Linked DNA regions of Danio rerio: all the other regions are linked to region 4. A link is a contact called in public HiCAR-type data. All regions are on one chromosome and are shown on one strand. Each heading gives the region's core, a stretch centred on a gene start, on an enhancer-like site or on the middle of the called end of the contact. The rest is flanking DNA. Distances are from core to core; before and after follow the strand shown. Region 1 holds the start of si:ch211-185a18.2. Region 2 overlaps si:ch211-185a18.2. Region 3 overlaps si:ch211-185a18.2. Region 4 overlaps si:ch211-185a18.2.

Evidence for each region. HiCAR-type assays count read pairs that join an accessible place to other places.
Region 1: a HiCAR-type map of caudal fin shows a contact between it and region 4, with 7 times the contacts expected there. The contact joins the promoter of si:ch211-185a18.2 here to the enhancer-like site in region 4. A contact is called at or near these places in 4 of 18 Hi-C or Micro-C datasets (caudal fin, embryo and an unstated tissue) and 2 of 4 datasets of contacts at active chromatin or transcription factors (caudal fin and embryo).
Region 2: a HiCAR-type map of caudal fin shows a contact between it and region 4, with 9 times the contacts expected there. The contact joins two enhancer-like sites. A contact is called at or near these places in 7 of 18 Hi-C or Micro-C datasets (caudal fin, embryo, hematopoietic stem cells and 2 more) and 1 of 4 datasets of contacts at active chromatin or transcription factors (caudal fin).
Region 3: a HiCAR-type map of caudal fin shows a contact between it and region 4, with 6 times the contacts expected there. The contact joins two enhancer-like sites. A contact is called at or near these places in 4 of 18 Hi-C or Micro-C datasets (caudal fin, embryo, hematopoietic stem cells and 1 more) and 1 of 4 datasets of contacts at active chromatin or transcription factors (caudal fin).

The regions. Positions count from the first base shown.
Region 1 is chr17:12,564,150-12,566,878 of GRCz12tu, reverse strand. si:ch211-185a18.2 reads left to right here and starts at 1,273. Exons shown (of 32, transcript NM_001258228.1): 1 at 1,273-1,562; 2 at 2,640-2,701. The coding sequence starts at 1,322.
Region 2 is chr17:12,547,634-12,550,341 of GRCz12tu, reverse strand. All of the region lies in intron 8 of si:ch211-185a18.2, which reads left to right. Among named protein-coding and RNA genes, the nearest start is that of si:ch211-185a18.2, 17 kb to the left of the region's middle. Within about 2 kb of position 1,316, at least 29 of the 62 cell types and tissues checked have an H3K27ac peak or open chromatin away from gene starts, as enhancers often do. A contact at or near this core is called in caudal fin, where this site is marked.
Region 3 is chr17:12,500,967-12,503,666 of GRCz12tu, reverse strand. All of the region lies in intron 9 of si:ch211-185a18.2, which reads left to right. Among named protein-coding and RNA genes, the nearest start is that of irf2bpl, 25 kb to the left of the region's middle. Within about 2 kb of position 1,341, at least 21 of the 62 cell types and tissues checked have an H3K27ac peak or open chromatin away from gene starts, as enhancers often do. A contact at or near this core is called in caudal fin, where this site is marked.
Region 4 is chr17:12,363,147-12,365,846 of GRCz12tu, reverse strand. It overlaps si:ch211-185a18.2, which reads left to right. Exons shown (of 32, transcript NM_001258228.1): 23 at 1,020-1,164; 24 at 1,310-1,499. Among named protein-coding and RNA genes, the nearest start is that of dact1, 150 kb to the right of the region's middle. Within about 2 kb of position 1,421, at least 20 of the 62 cell types and tissues checked have an H3K27ac peak or open chromatin away from gene starts, as enhancers often do. A contact at or near this core is called in caudal fin, where this site is marked.

The DNA of each region.
Region 1 (2,729 bases), core at 24-2,523, 200 kb before region 4:
TATATATATATATATATATATATATATATATATATATATATATATATATATATATATATATATATATATATATATATATATATATATATATATTTTTTTTTTCTTCTGGAAAAGTCTTATTTGTTTTATTTAGGCTAGAATAAAAAAGTTTTAATTTTTTTCTGAACCCTTTTAAGGTCAAAATTATTAGCCTTTAAGCTATAGATATTTTTTCAGATAGTCTACAGAACAAACAAGCGTTATAAAATAACTTGCCTAATTACCCTAACCTGCCTAGTTAACCTAATTAACCTAGTTAAACCTTTAAATGTCACTTTAAGCTGTATAGAAGTGTCTTGAAAAATATCTAGTCAAATATTATTTACTGTCATCATGACAATGATAAAATAGATTAGCTATTAGAAATTAGTTATTAAAACTATTATGTTTAGACATGTGTAAAAAAATCTTCTATCTGTTGAACAGAAATTGGGGGAAAAATAAACAGGGGGCGAATAATTCAGGGGGGCTAATAACTCTGACTTCAACTGTATGAGGAGATCCATCGTATTTAAATTATTAGATTGAATAGATTTTTTTTTTCATTATTAGAGAGGTTTTTATAGCCTTCTTGTATCTTGTAATTGATGTCAAAGAATTGTAAAATATTTTAAAATCTTTACAGAAAAAAAGGAGTAATAGACATTACTTTTGCCTTGTTTATGTGAAACTTCCCAAGAAAAATGATCAACTTCAAAGCATTATCGAGCGTATCATAGACAGTTTTACAATTCTAAAAATAATCATGCATTCGTCAAAGTTTTTCTGCAATCTGTCAACTGTTTTAATCATTCTGATAAGAATCGAAAGGGGGCAGCAGAGTCAAGACTTCCAAAAATGAATAAAATCAAGACTTTTATTTTGAAATCTGTTTACCGTCTTGATATTTCACCGTTGTTTCGGCGTTCACGGTTATGTTAAGTTTTGTTGTCAGCAACAACAACCCACGCTGTGGAAATTAATGGATGTAATAAACTGAAACTACATCATTTGAATATCACATCAAGCTACCACGAAATAGTGACTTGATTTGTCATATGAACACAAATAAGCGAGGCTAATCCGACCTGTTGCTTTTAAAAACACCTGCGGCGGGAAATTCAAAAACAATTCTGATAACATCATCAGTTTTTGCAATCTCTGGATGTTTCTGGAAATCCTTCAAGTAATCGATATGTTGGCGTCTTCTTTACGGTAAGACTATTAAAACGTTTCATACCGACTGACATCAGCCCTGAACTACTAAGTTACTGGTCTGCATGTTACTGATATAAGAGTGGAAATGGACTCTTGTTGTGTGTCTGTGAACAATAAAACACACTTTAACGACTCGACATCCAGTTCTGATGCAGCAGATGTGCTAATTCACTCAACCAGAGCCGGTAGAGACGAAATACAGCATAAGAATCAGAATAAAGTTAACATTTACATCAGGAGACTGTCAGACTCTGAACATGTTCATTCTGCGGACGAGAGAAGGACAGAAATCCCTCCTGTGAATCTGCCTACAGCATCAGATACAGGTAACGCTGTTAAACTTATTAAAGTAAAGCTTTATATTCATAGACAACGTCCCTATATTATTTACCATGTACTTGGAATATTTGGTCTGAAATTGCATGTAAATGTGACTTTTAAACAGCATTAGCGCAATTTATTTAACTGCGAACACAATGTTGTAATATTAAGTTACTTTGATAGTCCTGATGTTCTTAATAGTGCTTTGATAATCCTAATAGTACGTTGAGAGTCCTACTATTCCTAATAGTACTTAGATAGTCCAAATATTCCTAATGGTACTTCGATAGTTCTAATAGTATGTTGAGAGTCCTACTATTCCTAATAGTACTTTGATAGTCCTAATATTCCTCAAAAGTACTGTGATAGTCCTAATAGTACGTTGAGAGTCCTACTATTCCTAATAGTACTTTGATAGTCCTAATACCACTTTAATAGTCTTCATATTCCTCAAAAGTACTGTGATAGTCCTAATAGTACTGTGATAGTCCTAATAGTACTTAGTCAAAATATTCCTGATAGAATTTTGACAGTCCTAATAGTACGTTGAGAGTCCTAATATTCCTAATAGTACTTTGATAGTCCTAATAGTATGTTGAGAGTCCTACTATTCTTAATAGTACTGTGATATTCCTAATAGTACTTTGATATTGCTTATATTCATTCATTATTCATTTTCCTTCGGATTAATCTTTATTTTAGAGTTTGCTAGAGTGGAATGAACTGCCAACTATTCCAGCATATATTTTACCCAGCGGATGCCCTTCCAGCTACAACCCAGTACTTATTTAAACACACACACAATGTCTAATTTAGTTTATTTAATTCACCGAAAGCGCATGTCTTTGGACTGTGGGGGAACTGGAGCATGCGGAGAACATGCAAACTCCATACTGAAATGCCAACTGGCCCAGCCGAGACTCGAACCAGTGACCTTCTTTCTGTTGACGACAGTGTTAACCTTATTATATTATTATGGAGAAAGTCTGAGTGTGTCAATATCAAACCAACTTTACCTCAGTGTTAAACTTTGCCATCAATTAAGTGTTCAGAATAATACATGCATATTTATCTGAATTCAGCTGGACCAGAGGAACCACTGGCTGGAATCAAGTCAAACCAGTTTGCTGGGCTTTTTGGCAAAGTAAGTTTTGCTTTTTATTTTAATATTT
Region 2 (2,708 bases), core at 67-2,566, 180 kb before region 4:
CAAGTTTTTGATTAATCAGAGGTGGAGGTAATGACAGCAAAAATGAAACGGCAGTCTTTACTATCTATCAAGATTTACTGGACCTACTAAAAGAAGATTATCCTGGAATTAAATGTGTGCCTTTTCTTCTCTTTTTAAGATATTTTATCTAAATATCATAAAATAAAGTATACCATTAATTAATTGTTATTATAATTATTTTATTAAAGCAATTTTATTAGTCACACTTAATTTTAAGGTACAAATTTTACTATTAACAATCCAATAATTATGAATTTTAGCTCAATAAACTCTTAATGTTCTGGGTATTAATAGCAATTTAGATAGTAGTTAGGTTTAGGTATGATTAGCAATGTAGAACAATATCATGTAAAATATGTATTTTATAAGTACAAATAAACAGCTGATAGGCAGGTAAATAAATAGTTTAAAGTAAAGTGTTACCTTTTATTTATTGACTAATTGATATTGAAATGTTTTTATTATAATATGCATTGACTGTTAGTGGATAGACACTGGATTGTAATTATTTACTCCTACGCTTGTGTTTTGTAGCATATTGTTTGGGGTTGAGTCTCAAATATCTCATCACTAATTTCCAATGTCATTCATGCGTCCATGGCTACAGGCTTTAGAAACCATTGTGCTTCGCCTCTGCCGAGAAACCGCCTGCTTTTAGTTTCCTGTTTAAGAAGCAACAACGATCAGCTCAGCCTAGAACCTCATGTTCGCAAAACACCAAAACCAGTAATTCATCCCTGAACATGCTTTTTCCCTTTAGACGCCATCACTCAACCGATCTGTCACTCCTCCGGGTTGAATTGAAGACTTGCTTTTGCACTAAAAACCAATTAAGGCAAAAAGCAGTTGTTGAAAGAAGTGTCACCCACCGAACAGCTGTGTAAATACGAACAGTTCAAGCTGTTCGCCTCAGTCATGCTGTTTTGCTCCTGTCGGAGAGAGTCGAGGCTTGTTATTGGAAAAGCTTCAGGCATGTTAGCACAGGCTGACCCGGTAACACAGCTGCTTTAGTGTCTTCAAGTAGTGCGCGTCATTAAACAGACCGCAGTAGATCTAAACGACCCTATTCAATGTTGTGTAACCGTTAGCGTATACTAAACAAGGCCAAAACTTGCTTATCACAAACAGCGATCCTGGGTTTTTCCATTTCACCTTGCTCTTTCCTCTTCTTTTTTTCCCAATTGCCTGGTAATTTATGTACGATTCGTGCGCTCAAAGAAGCCCGTTTGTCTGAAACCTGGGAGAATTTTCCCACCTGAATATAATCCGAGTTGCTTCTGCAGCCCCCTCCCCGGCTCCCACATGAACATGGGATTGCTTTCCCAGACGCCGGAGCCATGTTCTCAGGCTCACGTTGATGGATGTGTGTGGGAGAACAGAGAGTTAATTATGGCTTGCAGTTTCTCGCCGTGTGTGTTTTTCCTGGAGTGTGAAAATCCTCATTCGCAGCATTCGATCTCTCTTGTTTTCTTATAATCTAGTCTTCACTGCCAATTCGGCTGTCGAACATAATTTCACAATTGTAGCTACACAATCTTGCATGTTTGCACTGTACAACATAAGAAATACCATGCTCTTACTAATAGAGCATGCCGAACAACTTATTTTGCAGACCTTTACATTTACTCATTTAGCAGAAATTTTTATTCAAAGCGACTTACAAGTAAAGATAAAAGAAGCACTTCAAATCATCAGAGAGTTGCAGTATATAAATGCTAGGACAAGTAGAATGTATATATTCAGGGGTTGGACAATGAAACTGAAACGCCTGGATTTGGACCACAATATATCAATAGTATAGCTTCAATTCATCTTGGGAATGACAGTTACAAGTCCTGCACAGTGGCCAGAGGAATTTCTCTTCTTGGAGAATAGCGGCCATGGTCACTGCTTGATGCTGGTGTGGGAAAACATTTCCTAACTTGTTCTTTCAAAAACACCCCAAAGTGGCTCAATAATATTGAGATCTGGTGACTGCAGGCCATGGGAGATGTTCAACTTGTTCAATGCCTGGTTTTGGACCACAATAATTTATTAGTATGGTATTGGGCCTTCTTTTGCGGCCAATACAGCTTCAGTTCATCTTGGTAATGACAGATACAAGTCATGCACAGTGGCCAGAGGGATTTTGATCCATTCTTTTTGGAGAATAGTGGCCAGATCACTAGATGATGCTGATGGAAGAAAACGTTTCCTGACTCTCTTCTTCAAAAACACCCCAAAAGAGCTCAATAATATTTAGATCTGGTGACTGCAGGCCTTGGGAGATGTTCAACTTGTTCAATGCCTGGTTTTGGACCACATTAATTCATAAGCGGCCAATACAGCTTCAGTTCATCTTGGTAATGACAGATACAAGTCATGCACAGTGGCCAGAGGGATTTTGATCCATTCTTTTTGGAGAATAGTGGCCAGATCACTAGGTGATACTTATGGACGAAAACGTTTCCTGACTCTCTCCTCCAAAAACACCCCAAAGTTGCTCAAAAATATTTAGATCTTGTGATTGTGCAGGCCATGGGAGAACTTGTTCAATGCCAAGTTTTGGACCACAATAATTCATTAGTATTGTGTAGGGTCTTCTTTTGTGGACAATACAGCATCAGTTCATCTTGGTAATGACAGATACAAGTCCTGCACAGAGGCCAGGGGGATTATGAGCCATTCCTTTTGCAGAATAGTGGCCA
Region 3 (2,700 bases), core at 92-2,591, 140 kb before region 4:
TGTGCTATCCTGTCGCAAAATCCGGCGAAAAGCCCTTCATGATGGTAATAATTAGATTAAGGTGTTTACATGTCTAATGCACTTTAATATTGCGACTACAATCGGCATACTCGTCTTAATTCGATTTCTCTTTATTTCGATTATGACCTTAATCTGATTATCTTATATACTTAATCAGAGTATTGTCTTAATCGCATTAAAATTGAATTATTGGTGTCCATGTAAACGTAGTCAATGTCTCCCTTTACATTGAACTTTGAGTGTATTACATTCAGAGATGTTGTTTATGTTCACACGTCTACATTACAAATGAACTAAAGTTTCAAATATGATATTGTAGTGGACCACCTTTTTAAATATTGCAATTTTTCTAATACCACACAGCCCTACAATGAACACTCATTTTAGTTTCCCTGCATATGTTTTGGTAGCCATGGACTTACATGATATAAATCAGCAAGGAGAAACAAGTGGAAGCTTTATAACTAAAATAAAAGTAATCATGGAACTGTTAGCTCTATTATTTGTCAAATGAATTTTCTTTTTTTATGAAAAAAAAACTTTTAATGTTTAAACTTGAAAACTTTACAAAAAAAAAAATCTAAAAGTTGAGCTTTATGAAACAGCTGTTGTTATTTCCACTTCAGTGATTTTAGCAGCACCGTAGGTGTGATGAAAAATGAGGCCCTGATTTAGCCGAGTGAAGGTTTTATGCATATACTTTACAGCTATCTGACTCCGGAGGTCGTTTTTTGGTCAGCGTCTATCTTGTTTTCTCACTGGCTTTTGGCCGTCTCTCTGCTATTCATCACGTATCTCCCATCTCATTGTGCTTTTGTTTTTTGTTCAGGAGCCAAACCTCTTCTCGTTTCATCCGTCTGACTAGTCCACATTTTTGTTAATCAGAACCAGAGCCGCTCCAGGAGTCCGACGTCCCACAAGGAGCCACTTGCCTGGGGTGAATTCTGGCGGTTTGCTTGTGATTATTCACATTCCATGGGACATTTTTTTTTGTTTTGTTTTGGATTTGAAATGTGGGCCAAAGAGTACACCGAGTACAGCTTTCCCTTTTCCACTCGTGTCTTCAGCATTTTGCAGCTTCCCAGAAAACATTGCCCAGTTTTCCCCAAATTTAAAACCCATTACTGAATCTCAGCCAGTGGCTAAATCAACCTTGTGTTCCCATGTTGTCTGCAGGATAGTCAGATATATGTAATATCCACCAAGGGAGTTCAGAGCGAGGATGAGTCATAGCTAGTGCAGTTTTAAATCACAGGCTTCATTCACACCCCTGAACGCCGGCATCGTCTTTTTAAAGGTTGTGATTTGCTCATTCACACACACACACTCATGCTGTTGCTGCATCCGCTATAGCCAGGAGGACTCCTGCTGGTCAGTATGTGCTGTTGCAGGCTGCCTCATTTGTTTTGGATTTCTTCGGAGGTAATTGCATTCTTACTTGGTTTGAGCTGTTGAATAGTTTATTGACTGTACAATCTCTTCCATTTTTTTTGACTTCATCTAAATCAGCATCAAAAGAAGTCACATGTGTCGATATTTCATACATATCTCTGAAACACAAAGACGCCTCTTTATTGATTATTGGCACACAACAACAAAAGCGTTCCCTTCAAGTTCACATTCTTAAATGGCACTAAAGTCGAAATCCTTTAAGTTTGTTTTTTGTCATACACATTACTGGTCTTAAAAGGAAAGATTTATTTTTATGTTTTGTTTCATCATTCATTTTCTTACTATAAAGCCTTTTTATTTTTGCTTGTATCCTCTATTGAAGCTCACTTTTCACATTTCCATTGGGTAAACTGAAACCTCCCTCTTTCTTATTGATTATGTTGTTTTGCTTATAAATGCATTGTACATTTTTTTGTACAGAAAGGTTCTTTGTTGGTATCGATGGTTCCTTATGGCTGATTTTAAAGCTTCTTTGTGTTAGAATTTGTATTGAATCATGTATTGATTCCTTTTTTTTTATTGCTGATGTGTAAACAGTTAAATATGTGTAAAAAGTGTGTAAAGAACTTAAAAAAGAGACTTTACCTGACTTTCTTCTCCTTTATGCTAAATATTTCTAATTTTCCCTGGCAAAAGTGATGCATCCCTTGACCACAAAAGCACTTTTATTTTGCATGGGTATTTATTTTGCATGGGTTGGGTCCATAGATGATGCCATCATCCATTGCCGATGGCTGGTTGACATCACGATGCTGATTCGGCATCGCGATCCTACACCCCGCCCCATCACAGCAGCAACTCGCTCGCGAAAAATACACACCTAGGCCCCGTTTACACTAATACAACTTAGTTTTAAAATGACATTTTAGAACGAAAACGATCCACGTCCACACAGGCATTTGATCTAGCATTTCTGAAAAGATCTCTGTCCACTCTTTACCGCTGAAAACAGACATCATATGACCACACACACAAACACTCTGTCCTTTTTAGCACAAAACCGGGTCACAAGTTTGTTTTTAAAAAATGTAACTTGTTTTTGCAAATGCTGCACAAGTGGAATTTAGGGAGACTTTTTACTTTTAGGGATCAAAAATGTTAGAGAATAACTTTATTTCCATGCAGTCAGCGGGTGCATTGAGCACAAAACCCCAGAGAGCAGTGCACATCGGGCAGTTTATCAAGGATGTACGGCTGGATTGCTTCTTACTATAGTTGTTAAACGTG
Region 4 (2,700 bases), core at 172-2,671:
CGACTCCCTCATCTAAAGAAAACTATAAAGGCATTTTAAAGGAAAATATGGTAATGCTGTGCTAATATTACTACAGGACACTACAGTACCTAAATTGATGATTAAAATTTACTCACATTTACTCTCCTGTTAAACTGCCATGAGTTTCTTTTTTGTCTGTCAAACACAGAAGAAGATATGTTGAAGAAAGTTGAAAACCTGACTTCCATAGGATTTGTCTCACAATAGAAGTCAATGGTTACAGGTTTTCAGCTTTCTTTTAAATATCTACTTTAGTGTTTAACAGTAAAATAGCAACTCATAAGGGTTTGAAACAAGTAAAGGATGAGGAAATGATGACAGCATTTTCATTTATTGGAGGAACTATTCTTAAGCCTAACCCTTGAGTTGAGATTTTAGGCCTTGAGTTGAAGAAACTACCCACATCTGTTTGACTTTCATGTAAAAAAAACAACTACAATAAATACATTTTTAAAGACAAATGTGGTGATGCTGTGCTAACATTACTAGAGGACACTACTGTACCTAAATGGGTGGTTAAATGGTTAAGCCTAAGCATTTACTCTCCCTCAAACTGTCATGAGTTTCTTTTTTGCCTGTTAAACAGAAGAAGATATTTCGAAGAAAGCTGAAAACCTGTAACCATTGACATACATAGTATGACAAACAAATATAATTAAAATAAATGGTTACAGGTTTTTAACTTTCTTCAAAATATCCTATTTGTGTTTAACAGGAGAAATAAACTCATTGTTTGAAACAAGTACAAACAAGAGTGAGTAAATAATGACAAAATTTTCATTTCTGGGAGGAACCCTTTAAGCCTACCACATGAGTTGGCATTTTAGGCCTTGAATTCAGACCTAAAATCTGTTTTGATAAGACGATGTGTTCATTTTTGCACGTGTCTAAATAAAACCACTAATCTACCCACATCTGTTTGACTCCCTGATGTAAAAAAACAACAACTATAAAGTCATTTTAAAGGCAAATGTGGTAATGTTGTGCTAATATTACAGGAGGACACTACAGTACCTACACCGGCACCCACTCCCGAACCCAGCCTAAAAGATCCTCCATCTCCTGTCAGAACCCCTGATCTCTCAGAACATCTTTCAACAGCAACATCTCCTGAGAAACCCCCTCAGGAATCTGCTTCACCAGGTCTGGCGGTGTTTTTTCTGAACATGCCCAATCACTCAGCGTCTACATGCTGCCAAAGCACACAGCAGACGCTAGTGAAAGTGTATTAGCGCAGTTGTTCACACACATCCGTCAACTCTACAAGCGCTCTTTGCCTTTGTTTCAGGTCCAGACAGAATTCCTGTGGGCACTCCGATTACTACACCAATCCCATCACCAACCAGAGTGGCCACGCCCTCACCTCCTACTCCAGCCAATCAGAGCCCAGAGCCAGGCAGCCTGCAGATCCACCTGTGGGAAGGATCAGAGCTCCCCCTGGAGGAGGAAGAACAACCTGAACTGCAGCCGGCACCAGTGTATGCAAAAATATCATCGCTTTTTCTTTTTTTTCTTGATGGTGTTGCATTAAATATTGAGGAAGAGCAAAAATTTACACCCTTTAAAATGGTAATGCATCACAGCTTCCATAAAATATGAATCTGCTAATTATGATTTAGTATTGAACAGGACATTTGCATATGTGATTATGTATGACAAAAACAACAATACAGTTTGTGTGCATTTTGACTTATTTGTATAGTATTTGTAGCACTGAGTGTAGGCTTTGCCATGAATTTTGATGCTCAATGAGGGTTTGAGATATATAGACCCACAGTGCCACCTGGTGTTTCAACAGTGAAAATATAACTGATTCTAGAAACAGGACATTTCTGAAAATAACATATTTGTGCTTTAAAAAAAAGATTGTTAGAAAGACTTTTCCATTTGATTCGATTTTTTTTCACTTGCCTCATCACTTGCAGCCTCCACAGCCTGATGCATCAGATTGTAACTCAGACAGTGCTCCCTATAGAATAATAGATTTTCATATTTCCTGTTTAGACTTGATGGTTATTTCATTGAAAGTGTACTCATAAGTTCCACATTTTTATCAAAATACTTGGTAATACAAGGAAACAACATTGGCTCAAGTTACGTTTAGGGTAGGTTCAAGGTTAGTAACTTGTTGTAGTTACTGGAATTTTTTATATAAAGAGCATAGTTTATGAATACATAATGTATTTCATCAAAAGAGTCTCATCTGTTCATGTGTATAATTTATTTATGTGAATAACGTCACATGTATTTATTTATTTGAAAGTAATATTCGTGCAATAGTGTTTTTAAAATCCTCTTTTAATTATGTTTTAGTAACTAGCACCACCTGAGAATTTAGTACAATAGTTTAGTAGAATAGAATTTAGATTGTTCAATCTCATTCAAGTTTAATTGTTTAGCACTTTTCACAATGATTCTTTTCAAAGCAGATTTAAAAATGGTGCACACTAGTTACATAACTTTATTAGTTACCATAACCTTATTAGTTACTAGTACATTTATTTAACTACACTAGTAACTAATAGTTTTTATCGGTTGTTCATTTTGCTGTGGTGACCTGTGATGAATAATGGGAATATGCTGAAGGAAAATGAATGAATAATAGCTTTTAACAGTTTAAGTTATCAAACAGTATTTAAACAGTTAACTTGCAGTTATATAAAATATAGGGAATGTCTA